Linked DNA regions of Mus musculus: region 1 is linked to region 2. Evidence: chromatin contacts called from public promoter capture Hi-C data. All regions are on one chromosome and are shown on one strand. Each heading gives the region's core, a stretch centred on a gene start, on an enhancer-like site or on the middle of the called end of the contact. The rest is flanking DNA. Distances are from core to core; before and after follow the strand shown. Region 1 holds the start of Sri (sorcin). Region 2 holds the start of Gatad1 (GATA zinc finger domain containing 1).

Evidence for each region. Promoter capture Hi-C pulls out the DNA fragments that hold promoters and counts their contacts.
Region 1: a contact with region 2 is called in a promoter capture Hi-C map of liver, with 3 times the contacts expected there. The contact joins the promoter of Sri here to the promoter of Gatad1 in region 2. A contact is called at or near these places in 2 of 39 promoter capture datasets (liver and pre-B cells).

Annotation. Positions count from the first base shown.
Region 1 is chr5:8,053,074-8,059,945 of GRCm38.p6, forward strand. It overlaps Sri (sorcin), which reads left to right and starts at 3,469. Exons shown (of 8, transcript NM_001080974.2): 1 at 3,469-3,566; 2 at 4,465-4,548; 3 at 6,280-6,349. The coding sequence starts at 3,516. It also overlaps the pseudogene Gm15730.
Region 2 is chr5:3,643,457-3,649,745 of GRCm38.p6, forward strand. Gatad1 (GATA zinc finger domain containing 1) reads right to left here and starts at 4,480. Exons shown (of 5, transcript NM_026033.2): 1 at 3,924-4,480; 2 at 3,328-3,453; 3 at 1,425-1,484; 4 at 102-285. The coding sequence starts at 4,163.

The sequences.
Region 1 (6,872 bases), core at 2,219-4,718, 4.4 Mb after region 2:
AAGCCCTCTTCTGTATAAATACACAGCATGGTGCTCTGTTGCTGAGTTTCTTCAGATGGCTCATGGATGGCAGTGCCTGTATCTTGGACTCATAGTTTGGAGATATAGGGCTAAGAAGGTGATCTTATTCCACTGAGGTTTTTAATTTGATTCGAAATTAAAATGACAGAGGGTCGGGGCGGCTGTCATCTTTTATAGGTCCTACTTAGGGATGAGGTAACTTGATCTTGTGAAGGCAGACATGAGGATTTTTGTGAAGTTTCTCTGTCTCTTGGGTTCTTTTTCTGTATTGTCCTAATGCTTCAGGAAGTTCTCCCCTAGGGAAAAGCATGAGTGTAGCTTAGTGTTTTATAGTCTGTTTTTTATTGTAAAAACTTAGGCCTTCAACTTACATTGAGAGTAAAAGCCTGGTAGGACACCTTGGGAAAGTTACTTGCTACTCAGTTCCCTAATCTCTAAAACACAATTACAAATTCCTCTGATAGTGTAGTGTCATAAGGAAGCGTCTAGCATGACACTTGGCACATGCCAAGAATGTGAGAAGTTGCCTATTTCATTCCCTCTCCACGCCTTCTGTGAAAATAAATACGAAAGCCATGAAAGATGATCACACTTCAGCTTTGCAATGGTGATACTGAATCTTTATCCTTTGCTTAGGTTCCATAATCTTAGTCTGTGAATAACAGGGTTTGTGTCGCATGCATAAACATTGAAAGGATAGCCTGTCATACGACATATGCAAGCCACTCTTGGAGAGTACACAGGGTGGGAGACAGGCAAGCCATGGTCTCACCCTGTTCCTCTCACATGTCTCACTGACCAATGGGCAGATTCCGACGTAGCCATTTTAATCACAGGCTCTTACACTGGGGAGTCACCATTCCTTGGTGTGACTCATCTACCAATACAGTAGACTTTATCCTAAAACCAGCAAAATTGTTTGCTAAGGGCCATACTTCCTGAGTCATAAGCTGGCCGTGGTTCACAAGTTGCTCCCTGAGGGCCACATCTGGCCTGCCTCTTTGGGAGAACATCTGAGAGCTAGGAATGACATCTCTTCCTGTCTTTAAAAGATAGGAGGAATAGAGTTATTCTGACATTCAACAACGATATGAAGTTCAGTGAATGAAGTTGCTCTAGATCACAGTCACACTGTTGACCTGTGTTCTATCCTTAGACACCACCAGGCTATGAGAGCCAAGAAGTTGCTATAGGGAGCATGTGATGGAAAATATTTACTATCTGGACATTTTCTCCCCCATCCCCACCTCCACCCCCACCCCGGGGGCGGAGCTAGAGTACCTAGCACCATAGCCCAGCTCTGAATTCATATCCTCCTTTCTTTGTCTTGTCTCAGCTCTCGTTTCTCAACTGCATAAAACTGCATAACAAAAGCGCCTATCTCACAGGTCTTTGTGAGGACTACACAAATAGGCAAAGTTTATGAAGGTCTGACACTCATTAATTACTGTGTGTGTGTGTGTAATTTATCTTTGTTTTCATCATTAATTTGTTGGCAATCGCTGTAAGGATTTCATTTACAGCCCTCCATTAAAATTCACTTCTTAAGGGAGGAGTAACCAGAGTCTAATGTCTCCTAATGTGACAATTAATGTAGTCGCTTATCCATAAAATGAAGCCTGCATTAGTCACAAATGCTTTATTGGTGACACATATTTTTTGTGATATTTTCAAACTCGAGTCCTGAAAGAGCTTAAATTCAAGTGTGAGTTGAGCCCTGTTCACCTAGCCGATTAAAGTTCCAAACTACAGGACAAAACCTCAGAATGCCTAATCAAAGACCATGGTATTTGAGAACAGTAATTTTATCTCCAGAAGCAGACGTAAAACAGGCTACACCTTTGCTACGTGATCACAAGGACTATTGGAATTGTTTCTCGCTATTTAGAACTTTCTGTTTTGGAGCTTATGTATCCAAAGAGAACTTGGTCACACACTATGGTCAGTCTTGTTCATTAAAGTGTTTCTCAAAATGTTAAAAACAAAACCAAGAGCGGAAGTGCCCTCCTTTCCTTTCTGCTGGGTACCGCTGCCTGCTGTCAAGATGGGCAAGTTCATGAAACCCGGGAAAGTGTTGCTGGTCCTGGCCGGATGCTACTCCGGTCGCAAAGCCGTCATCGTGAAGAACATTGACCATGGCTTCTTGGACCGCCCTTACAGCCATGCCCTGGTGGCTGGAATTGACCGCTATCCCCAAAAAGTGACAGCTGCCATGGGCAAGAAGAAAATCGCCAAGCGATCCAAGATCAAGTCCTTTGTGAAAGTTTATAACTACAACCACCTCATGCCCACAAGGTACTCTGTGGATATCCCCTTGAACAAGACTGTTGTCAACAAGGATGTGTTCAGGGACCCAGCTTTGAAACAAACGCAAGGTCAGGCGGGAGGCCAAGGTCAAGTTTGAGGAGCGATACAAGACAGGGATGAACAAATGGTTTTTCCAGAAGCTTCGCTTTTAGGTATATTTTTGTTTCGTCATTAAAAATAAAAATAAATTAATAATAACAACAACAACAATAATAATAATAACAATAAAGCAGGCAACCGTTGGTGACTCTCATCTGGGGCTGAGGCCATGAGAGGCTACCCTGAGAACCTGGATCTCAAAAGGAAAGAGTAAGAGCAAACAGTCAAAAGCAAACAAACAAAACATCGACCAACCAACACTGTTCAGTCCTTAACAGTCCGGAGCCAGCAAACAATTACCTCTTGTTGCAATTGCACCAAAAAACAAAAAAGAAGCCGTGAAACATCTGAACAACCCACGTGAGTTTCACATCCTTTCCAGGAAGCTTCACCACTGGGGTTGTTTCTATTCGAATCATCCAGAAAATTAAACAATTCACTTTCCTATGAATGACCTGGGTGAGGCTGTCCTGCCTAGAAACTGCCCTCTTCTACCCCACCCCACACACCCACGCCTAGCAATCGCACCTGAGCTACACTCAGCTTAAACGGTTGGCAAAGAAACAGGCCACCCTCAGTCAAAGCTAAAAGCCCACTTGCATGGTTCAGAAGTTTTCATCAGGTTTTCAAAGTTTTTTTTTTCCTATTTTGTAAAGTGTCTCCTTCGCCCACTGGAATTGTTCTCCCCTTCCCTACAGTTGTGCATAGCGTTCTTATCCCGTCCTCTCTACCCAACAACCCGGTGTAAATAGTAAATGTTCTACAAAATAGCACAGTAGGAAGAAGGGGGGAAAAAACCCTCCCCTAGCTGTGCGTGGATGTCGGAATGTGCCACTAGGTCGAGAGGGAGAATGGGTCCTGATATAAACTCGTCTGGGGTCCTGGGTCATCGCCCGAGTGTGGGTCGCAGACGGCGCTGACACAGCACAGAGGCAGCAGGGAACGGGCGGCACTCGGGATGCCGCGGGGCGATCGGGGTGGGTGGCGGCGAGCGGCGGCCCCCGCGGGGCGGCGTGGTGCGCTCCGGGGCGGCTCTGGGCCGGACGGGCGGAGCAGCAGACAGGCAGGGCGGAGGCGCAGTCTGCACCATGGCGTATCCCGGGCACCCTGGCGCGGGCGGAGGGTACTACCCAGGCGGGGTAAGTGCAGCGGACGAGGGCACAGCAGCCTCTGGTCTCCCGAGACTGGAAGGCGCCACGGACGAGCGGGAGGAGGCGTCGCGGGCGGTCCCAGATGCTCCCTGCGAGCTCGCCTGGACCCTGATGTCCAGCCTTGGCTCCATTTTTCTTCCCCATCTCTTCCAAGGGCCTTTCCAGGGCCCACCGGTGGGTGGGCTGCGACCCAGGAAGCCCATTCTGTAACTCGGATATGTGGCGTGAGATAGTGCAAGTTGGTGTTGACTTCCTGCTCTCTCGGAATGTCCCCAAAGCAACAACAGCCATCTTGATCTAGAATGGTTCTGTGGTCACTCCCTTGAAAAGAAAGTGACAGGGAGACCAGAAAGTCTGGAGAAATGAGCTGAAGTCCTAGAGGAAGACCACTTAGGCAGATGTGGGAGGTGTACTGTCAGAGACAGAGGGACCCTCATTTTAGATATAACCGGGCCGGCCATCCCTGTTCTTCCCAAGCCACACCTGTCAGCCCTGTACTAACTCCAGCCTTACTTAGTACTTCAAGTACTTCAAAAACACCGCAAAGGCTGTAAAAACCAACAGGAAAACAGTCCTAAGCCTAGCCACCAGGTTGCTTCCGGTGCACTGACCTCTGTAAGCTGGTTAATAGGGATTTTTAAAGTGGGTCTGCGTTTAGTGGCCATCACTCTCATGAAACTTGTTTTGGACCAAGTCTCCAGCTTTTAGATGTCAGGAGCAGGAGTGGACAAGCCTGGTGGGTCACTGAGCTGAGTCAAGGTGGTGGGGAAGATAGAGACTGTGAAGGTCGCACAGGCGTCAATTGTACAAAAGCCTTGGATGGTTAAGATAAATTCAATTCTCTCTGATGCCTTTACCTTTTTTTTTTTTCTTTTCTTTTTCACAGTATGGTGGGGCTCCCGGAGGGCCTGCGTTCCCTGGACAAACTCAGGATCCGCTATATGGTTACTTTGCTGCTGTGGCTGGACAGGTTAGCCTTTCCTTCAATACTGAAGAATTGTTATGTTCTGTTTGTGTTAGCATTTAGTGCAGTGGCACAAAAACAGTCTTTGCTCTGGAAATGAGTCCCTTTGCCTGAAAGAAGGTAAAAGGAAAGGAAGACTAAAACAGTCTTTATTTTAGATCTGGACAAATTTGGACAGAGTATTGCCTGTATCAATAATAGATCAGTTCAAAGCTTGTGATTGGACTGGGATTAGACTGACCCAAAGGGGGAATATAAATATACTTTGAAGATCTACAAAGTGTATACCTCCTCACTTGTATTGTCAGGATAGAACAAGGGCTGCTTACAGAGAAGAAATTCAAGATCTGAACATAAAACCTCTGCTTGCCTAACCTAAAGACAAATATTAGTAATTAATTATTTTATGGCCCAATTATGATAGTTAGCTACTTTCAGTTGAATTCGATAATTAATCATTTACCCACAAAGGAAGTAGAGAAGAGCTGTAAAGAAGCATCGGCTTCCAAGCACAAGAGTTGCTATCAGTATTCGGAAGGTAGCCTCCACCCAGGGGCAGGTGCTCTCTGGAGCTAGCGCTCCATGTCCTTATTAGGTGATGTGGCCAGATGACCCACGGAGGGAATGCAGGTCAGCTAGTCCCAAGTCCTAAGACCTACTTCCTCCCTCCGAGAGTTATGACCGATGCCTATGGCTATTGTGGGGAAGGACATGTTCCTAGGTTGCAAGGTCACTGTGTGTTTGTAAGTGTTCTGTGGACATAATCCAGATGTGTCCAGAGGGGACCTCCCTTCTTAGTCACCTTAGACTTGTTTTAAACAAGAGCCCAAAAGAAGGAAATGATGATTTGAAAAAACAAGCAAACAAACAAACAAACAAACAAACAGATATGCTCTAGAATATGCTAAGCAAACTTCTACGGCCACCTTGGAAGAAGTGGTACTCTAAGAAACAGAGCTCGGAGAATTTGAATGGAAAATTGAGTCGAAGACTGGGAGACTTTCCTCTCGAGTGTCTACTTAATATGTTATCGATCCGTGTTTTTGAAACCACAAGACATAGCACACCTCAAGACAAGCATTCTTAGATTGCCAGTGTCTTCAGCATGTAAGTGACTCCACCTGCTTGACTTTCAGCAGTGCTGGCCTCTAGTCCACACATTCATCTTCTTGCAAATTATTGATCTTGTTCCTAATTATAACTTAATGAGTCTCACCAACTTGGATTTATATATTTTATTTAAAATCCATAAAAATGTCATGTGTCTTATTCTGACCTCAGTCAACCAGTAAGTAGGTATTGGTACCCTGTATCTTTTCTATATAATTGTGCTTGGAAGACCCTGTTTGCTGAGTCAAACTGGTCCAAGAGCCTCTTTCTCCTTGGACCAGGCCTTGTATTTACTGATGCCTACAACTCTGTGATATACCCTACTTCCCCCCTCTTTCAAAAAAAAGGGTTGGAGGGATATGTTTTTAAACAATTCTGTTAACTAATTTTAAAATGATTGATTTTGATAGTTCCTTGGCTCAAACTGAATGCAGACTGTTGTCATGACAGTTATTCTCTCACCATTGAATTATTTTTGGAATTAGAATAAGAAGAATTTTGAAAGGCATTCCTTTAAAGAAATGCTACATATAATTATTTTCTCTTGTTAAATGCTGCTTAATGGCTTGAAAGTGCAAGTCACCACCCTGATTTCCTTTCCTGGTTTTTGTTTGTATTTTTTTAAAGGACGGACAAATTGATGCTGACGAATTGCAGAGATGCCTAACACAGTCTGGCATTGCGGGAGGATACAAGCGTAAGTTCGTGGTCTTAGGATCTGTCTAACAATACTCTTGTTCTCTGTACTTCAGCTGTGAACTGCGATTGTTCCTTTAAAGAAATCAAACTCTTCTCATCCACCAAGCTATTATTTTTAAAAAGTTAATTGAGCAGAGTTCCTAACAAGCCATTTCAGTTTACCAGAGAGGTTAGTGGACTTCTTGGATTTGGGTTCCTTGTATTCCAGGACCATTGGAACCAGTGAGACCATTTGGGTGGCCTCCCACTCAGAGGACAAGTTAGGGTGCTGAAATGGAATCCACTGGGTCAGGTATCGTTAATGCTAAGTGCTAACAGGTACCACTGATTCTACCAAGTGCTTGTTCTATCCTAACTCTGGTGGCACTGAGAGAGTGGCCAGTCTTGCTGTCTGATCTCTGGGCTCTGGGCTTACTCCCTGGTAATACAAACACTTGCAGGCCATGACACTGCCAAGGTCATTCTTTCTGTCACCTGAGAAGATGTGTTCATGCTGAGGAAAGCTTCCTGCTTTCACTCCA
Region 2 (6,289 bases), core at 3,230-5,729:
CCCCAGTCTCTGACACTTTGCTCTTTGACAGCTCACACAGACTGGCACATTCATTCATAATGCACTGAAGAATGAAGTAAATCTAAGATGCTGGGCTTCACCTATTATATATGATGCAGGATCAAACTGGTCTCTGGGACTGGCGAGGGTAGGAATGAGCCATGTCAGCGCGGCACTCTTCTCACAGTACTGGTCCTGAATAAAGCCCCTGATCTGAGCATAGTACGGCTTCCCATCTTGCTCATCAATCACAGAAACAACGTCACCAATTTGGTAATATACTCCCTGGGGGAAACAGGACAATCTTGTATTTAAAATAGTAACAGCCTACATTCATCAGCAAGCAAAATTTCAAAATAGTAAAAAAAAAAAAAGTCTGAATATCAATGTTGTTTGTTTCCCTTCTGAATGAAGAACAATTACATAATACCAATATATGACAATTTACAACTGGAGAAAAGATTTTTTTATATCATGAAAGTACTATCTCTACCTTTAAAAGAAAAGACTTCATTTTTAAGAATAGTTTTGAATTCACAATAAGATCATGGGAAGTAGACGGGATTTTCCTTAGTTCCTTTACCTGGCACATATACAGCATCCTCTCCTATCCGCGTCTCCCACTGTCAGAGTCAAACACTCACGGTGACTGCTGAACCTACACGCCACATCATGATGACTCAAGCATCATCAATTAACTGAGTAATCTTGGTGCTCTATAATCTGGGGGCTTGGGGCATGTACACCATGGATCCACGGTGATCAGATCACCCAGTAGGTCCACTGGCCTAAAAACCCTCTACACTGTCCCTACTTTGTGTTAACAGCCATTAAGCTGGAGAAAGTTAAATGACGTGTTGCTCAGGTCCACACAAGGAAGCAACTCTAAACTACACACCTACAGTAACTGCCTCAGTGGTCTCACTATATACCACCTTAGAAATAAAAATAAAAAAACCAGCATGTGCTTGGTGAGACTAGATTCTAAACACTGCCCTTTTCCAGTTGTTTATTCAAAGAGAATAGATATGGTAAGTTCAAAAGAAACATTGAAACCTTTTTCTATTATAGGCAGCATTCAGGATGTTACCACATTTCCCAGACTCCTTGACAACCGTCTCCTCCCCGGTCTTCTGCTTTACATCTTCTCAACAACAGAATGACATACTCATTCTTGTTCTATTTATATCAAATTAACTAAGCTGTCTGATTCCAGTACTGTTTCTCCCTATGCTTCTGATATCCATCCCAGGTCCTCCTCCCTGGATCCCGAGATGGAAAAATCTCACTTTTGAATATTCGTAATAGTTCATCTTTATGACATGTAAAACTTCCATAAATCGGCAGTGGTGGTGCATGCCTTTAATCCCAGATCTCTGAGTTCAAGGCCCAGCTGCCCTTTCGAAGTGACTCCAGAGGCTTACCTTGTAGAAGATTGACTCTGCAGTGACTATGGTAGAAACAGATTCAGGCGCTTTGATAGGCTACAAAAAAACAGACGCAAAAACATTTGAGTACCTATATAGTATGTATGGCCATTTTACCATCTACATGAGAACTATCTAATTTGAAAAGAACAAAATACTATTTGGTGACAGAAACTACACAACACACACACACACAGAATGTGAAGCAGGTGAATATTTCCACAATTTTTGCTACCAGTAACTTAAAAGCGCAGAAAAACAAAAGGTGAAGTTTCTGATTATGCTGCTAGGAGCTAACACAACACAAAGCTCTCTAGCACTCCAGTAGACATTAATAGTCCAAGTATAGAAATACAGTGGCTCTAAAAGACTGAGCATGGCCAGATGGAAATTATAAAAAATATACAGATAAATATAATTTTGTTGCAAGCCTGAACTCTTTAGGGTTCTTAGTAATTTGCCACATTGTACCACCATTAAAATCCCTTTTTAGAGCTGCAACACAAAGCTTATCACAACGTAAAAATGGCCTTTCCTGACTTTGTGCCATTCTCCCAAGAATGGATATGCAGAGAAATTGATAATGAAGTAACTGAATAGAACACAGTCTGAACTCGCCACGCAAGCCTAACAGCCTGAGTTGACACTGGGAACCAAGGCTCCTGAAATCTGTCCTCTGATCTGACCTCCACATAATGTACCCGGCATATGCACCAGCACTCTTATGTACACAATTAAAAACACATGTAAAAAGAAATTAAGAGGGAACAATTAGGCCTGGGAGAAGGCTCTGCATTTGAGAGCACTTGCTCTTTCGGAGGACCCAGGTTCAGCCCGCAGCATTCACTGGCAGCTTCTAATTGTCTGTAACTCCAATACCTAGGGAGCCAGTGCCTCTGCTAGCCTCTGAGGGTACCTGGTGCACACATGCAGCAAAACACTCAGACACAAGAAATACAAATAAATCTTTAAACAAGAGTCTACTATCTTTATGACACTTCTCCTGGGCCCGTTTTACAAATGAGTATGCCTACTTTAGAAAGGTGTTTACTGGCAAGTGAGGTATTTTTGTTCCAAAAGTAACAACCAAGCTGAGATAAACAAAAACATCTACAATATCCTTCACTGTCCCAAATGTACAAATAAAACAAAACAAAACAAAAAACCCTTACCACAGCAGGCATTAAACAATCTTCATACATCAGCTTTAGAAAAAGTTTTGCATTCATAATCACCAAACTCATCATGAACCAATAGATATTTTTTTCTGGGTCTATCATAACAAACAAGGTACTGATGAATTATGTTATTTGCCTCGTTCTTTAAAAGACATAAAAAAGTTTTGTTCTTTTTTTTTTTTTTTTTCCTTTCCTTCTGTTTTTCAAGACAGGGTTTCTCTGTGTAGCCATGGCTGTTCTAAAACTCATTTTGTAGATCAGGCTGGCTTCAAACTCAAGAGATCTGCCTGTACCTGCCTTCTGAGTACAGGAATTAAAGGTTAACACCATCACTGCCCAGCAACAAATTTTTCTTAATTAACTATGTATCAAGAGTCATAACTTCATTAAATTGTCAATGAACAAATTTAACCAATTTATAAAAAAAAAACCATAATTTCTCTTTGCATACAGATACACTGTGCTAAATTATAGAACATTCCTCTAGATTCATATTTTATATCTTTCAGATGAGAAAAATAAAAGCTGAAGAAAAAAAAACTGAGAAACTGCTTTTCTAATGTCAAAAACTGCCAATTTCTTCCAGGAGAGCTGTCTTTTGGGAAACCTTGCCTTCCCTCCAGAATACGGCCTAAGTGCACCTGAGAGGTACACCAGCCGTGGGAAGGCCCACCACACCCACAGTGTCCCATTAGGAAGCACAATGTCCACAACCATCTTACATTTTTTAACTTAAAAATATGTCTTCTCCCTTTTCCTTTCGTGGAAACTTTCTTTTCAGCAGCTGGAGCCGATTTGTATTTGGTATTTCTGAGCCGGGCCGACCTTCTGTGAATTTCTTGCTTACTCTGTTACACAATTTAGAGAAAAGGAAATTAAAACTGCAGAAGAAAAGCCAATACAATAACCTCACAAAGATCAGAGGATAATACACTTTGTTAAAAGAAATTAAAAACAAAAAACTTAAAAGACCGAGGGCTGAGATGTTAAACTCTGTAGGGCCTCCCAAGAGATGGCGCTGCTTTCAAGCGGGAAGAGGACAGAAGTGGGGGGAGGACAAGGCAGGAACTATTTATTATTCGTTTGCTGAACTGATCTATTTTACGCCCCCCCCCAAGTTTCCTGCATATCTCAGAACAGAATTCTAATGCTGACATTTTTAGCGACCTACTAATTTATTAACGTGACAAGGACTTGATGGGCAAGAGGTCCTCGACCTACAAGCAAATGGCCTCGTCCGGCTGCCCCGGTGCGTCCCGCACCGCCCGGTCTACGGCAGGAAGCCCTTCTCCCGAGGAGGGAGAGGCCGAGGGCTCACCTGCTTGCCGCCGCCGCCCCCGTTGCTCTGCGAAGGACCGGCCGAGGTGGTGGCGAAGGTGGTGGTGCCGAAGCCACCGCCGCCGCCGCCACCGCCCCCGGTCCCGCCCGCCACTCCCGCGCCGCCGCCGCCCCGGCCCGTGCAGTGATGGCAGAGGATCTCGCCCTGTGGACTCTTCTTCCACATGGAGGACGACGTAGTCTTGCACATGCTGCAGGTGGGCTTCAGGCCCAGCGGCATGCTGGCCGGCTCGGGCGGCCCCCGCGGGCGCAGCGACACGGGAATGGCGGCCGTCTGCACGGGCCGCCCAGGGGTCGGCCGGCCACCTCGGCGACTGGAAGAGCAAGGTCGGAGGTGCTGGGCCGCCCGCGCCGGGACCCAGCGGCCACCGCTGACCCCTGGAGGCGGGAAGCGGGCTCCCGCAGCCCGGGACCCAGCCCTGGAGCTGGGCCGCCCGCGGGGCACGCAGGCCCGATACTCGGCGCGGCCTCCCGGGAAAGCCAGCTCCGCCCTAGGGGACGCTATCCGGGGCGGCCGCCGCCGCCGCCGGGGTCCCCAGGGCGACCACGACCCTGCCTCCGCCCACCGGGGCTTCCGGCGATGGGCGGAGCTCCCGGGGCGGGGCGGGGCGGGGCCGAGTGAACCAGTGTGCCTGACCTAGGCTTTGGGGCTCCGGAAACCCCGCCTACTGGCCGGAAGTGGCCCTGCCAGACTTACCATTGCCTGTCACTCTTCTGAGTTTACAACTGGCTGGGGGGGGGGGGGGCTGGGGGGGGGGAATGGATGTAAAATTTCCCGTTAAAAGTGAATTTCAAATGACTAGTGAGAGTGGCCCATGTAATAGTAGTTATATGATACTCATACTTATCCTGTGTTTTCATTTGATAAATGTAGCCTTATTGATCAAGACCCTTTTAAAAGTCTTAATTAATTAATTTGACTTTGGAGGCTAGGGAGGTGACCTGATGGTAAAGTTCTTCTGGCACAAGCTTATGGCCTGAGTTTGACCCCCAGTACTCACGTAAAAAGCTAGGTGTGTTAGGGCTGGAAAGACAGCTAAGACTAGATCCAGTATTAGCACCTACACTGTGAAACTTAATTTAACATTCTTGCTTGGCATACTACTTAACATTAGAATAAAGTGCTCTCGAGCCCCCTCCCCCCCAAAAAAAGAATTGAGGGTCTAAGAAATTCATATAATAAGAACATTCAGACAGAAAACAGCAGAAACACCAGTGTGGACTGGATGAGATTAATTTATTAGTCAATGATTTATTTTACCTGGGTCAATGTAACAGTGCTGTGCACTGAATACTGAACGTGAGGGGTTTATGAGTTAGTTGGGTTAGAAATGAGCAATGTGCAGAAGAATTCCTATCAATTATTTCTCATGAGTTATACTATAATTAAAACGTTACAGTTTTGTATTACACAGTTGGGTTCAGAGCTGGGATATTTGTATCTTATATGGCTTCACATCACTTATTTGCATAAAGAACAAGCAATACATTATACCTTCCTAACGTTTAAAATAAAGTATATTAGCATAAAGGCTCCCAAAGAAGATTCCTGGAGACTGCATTGAACACTGCTTTAACTAGGGGTGATTGCTGGAAGAATTTATCGTTTTCTGTGAACTTTGGTTCGAGGAACTGGACACATTTCAACCTGGATTTAAATCACTGCAAAACTAGTAGTTCTCTGGGAGGACCATTAGCAAAGCAGATACAATACACTTTCACCTGGAAAGGAGATGTGTATTATTTGAGAGAATTAAGCCTGAACATTGGCTATGTTCGTTGAAGTCTAAAGCTCCCAGGGAAACTAGCCCAAGGAATGAAGGAATTCCTAAGTACTGGTTACAGGTAAATAAATATTTCTTTAATTGAACAACTGTATGCTCAGTGGAGTTTTATCTATATGTGGCATGTGTATACATGATCATATGTGCCTGTATATGTGTCTAAGGACACATGCGCGTGTGTGTGCAGATAAGCACATGTGTGGAGGCTAGAGGTTGGACATTAGGGGTCTCCCTCAATCACTTTCTACCTTTTTTTTTTTTAAACAGTTTTTTTCCTGAACTTGCAGCTTACCAATTAACCTAGACTGGTTTAACCAGCAAGCCCCAGAAACCCCCCGTCCAAGTTCCCCAGGTCCTAACGTCCATGTGTGACCTTTTACATAGATGCTGGGAACTCAGACCCCCAAGCACATTACAGACTCAACTATCTCCCTGGCCACGTTTTAACTTCTTTGAAACAGGATCTTACTCCATCCCATGCTGCTCTGACACACACTATGTAGTCCAGACTGCAAGCCAGCAGCGATTCCATCCTCAGCCTCCTAATTGTGGAGACTGCAGG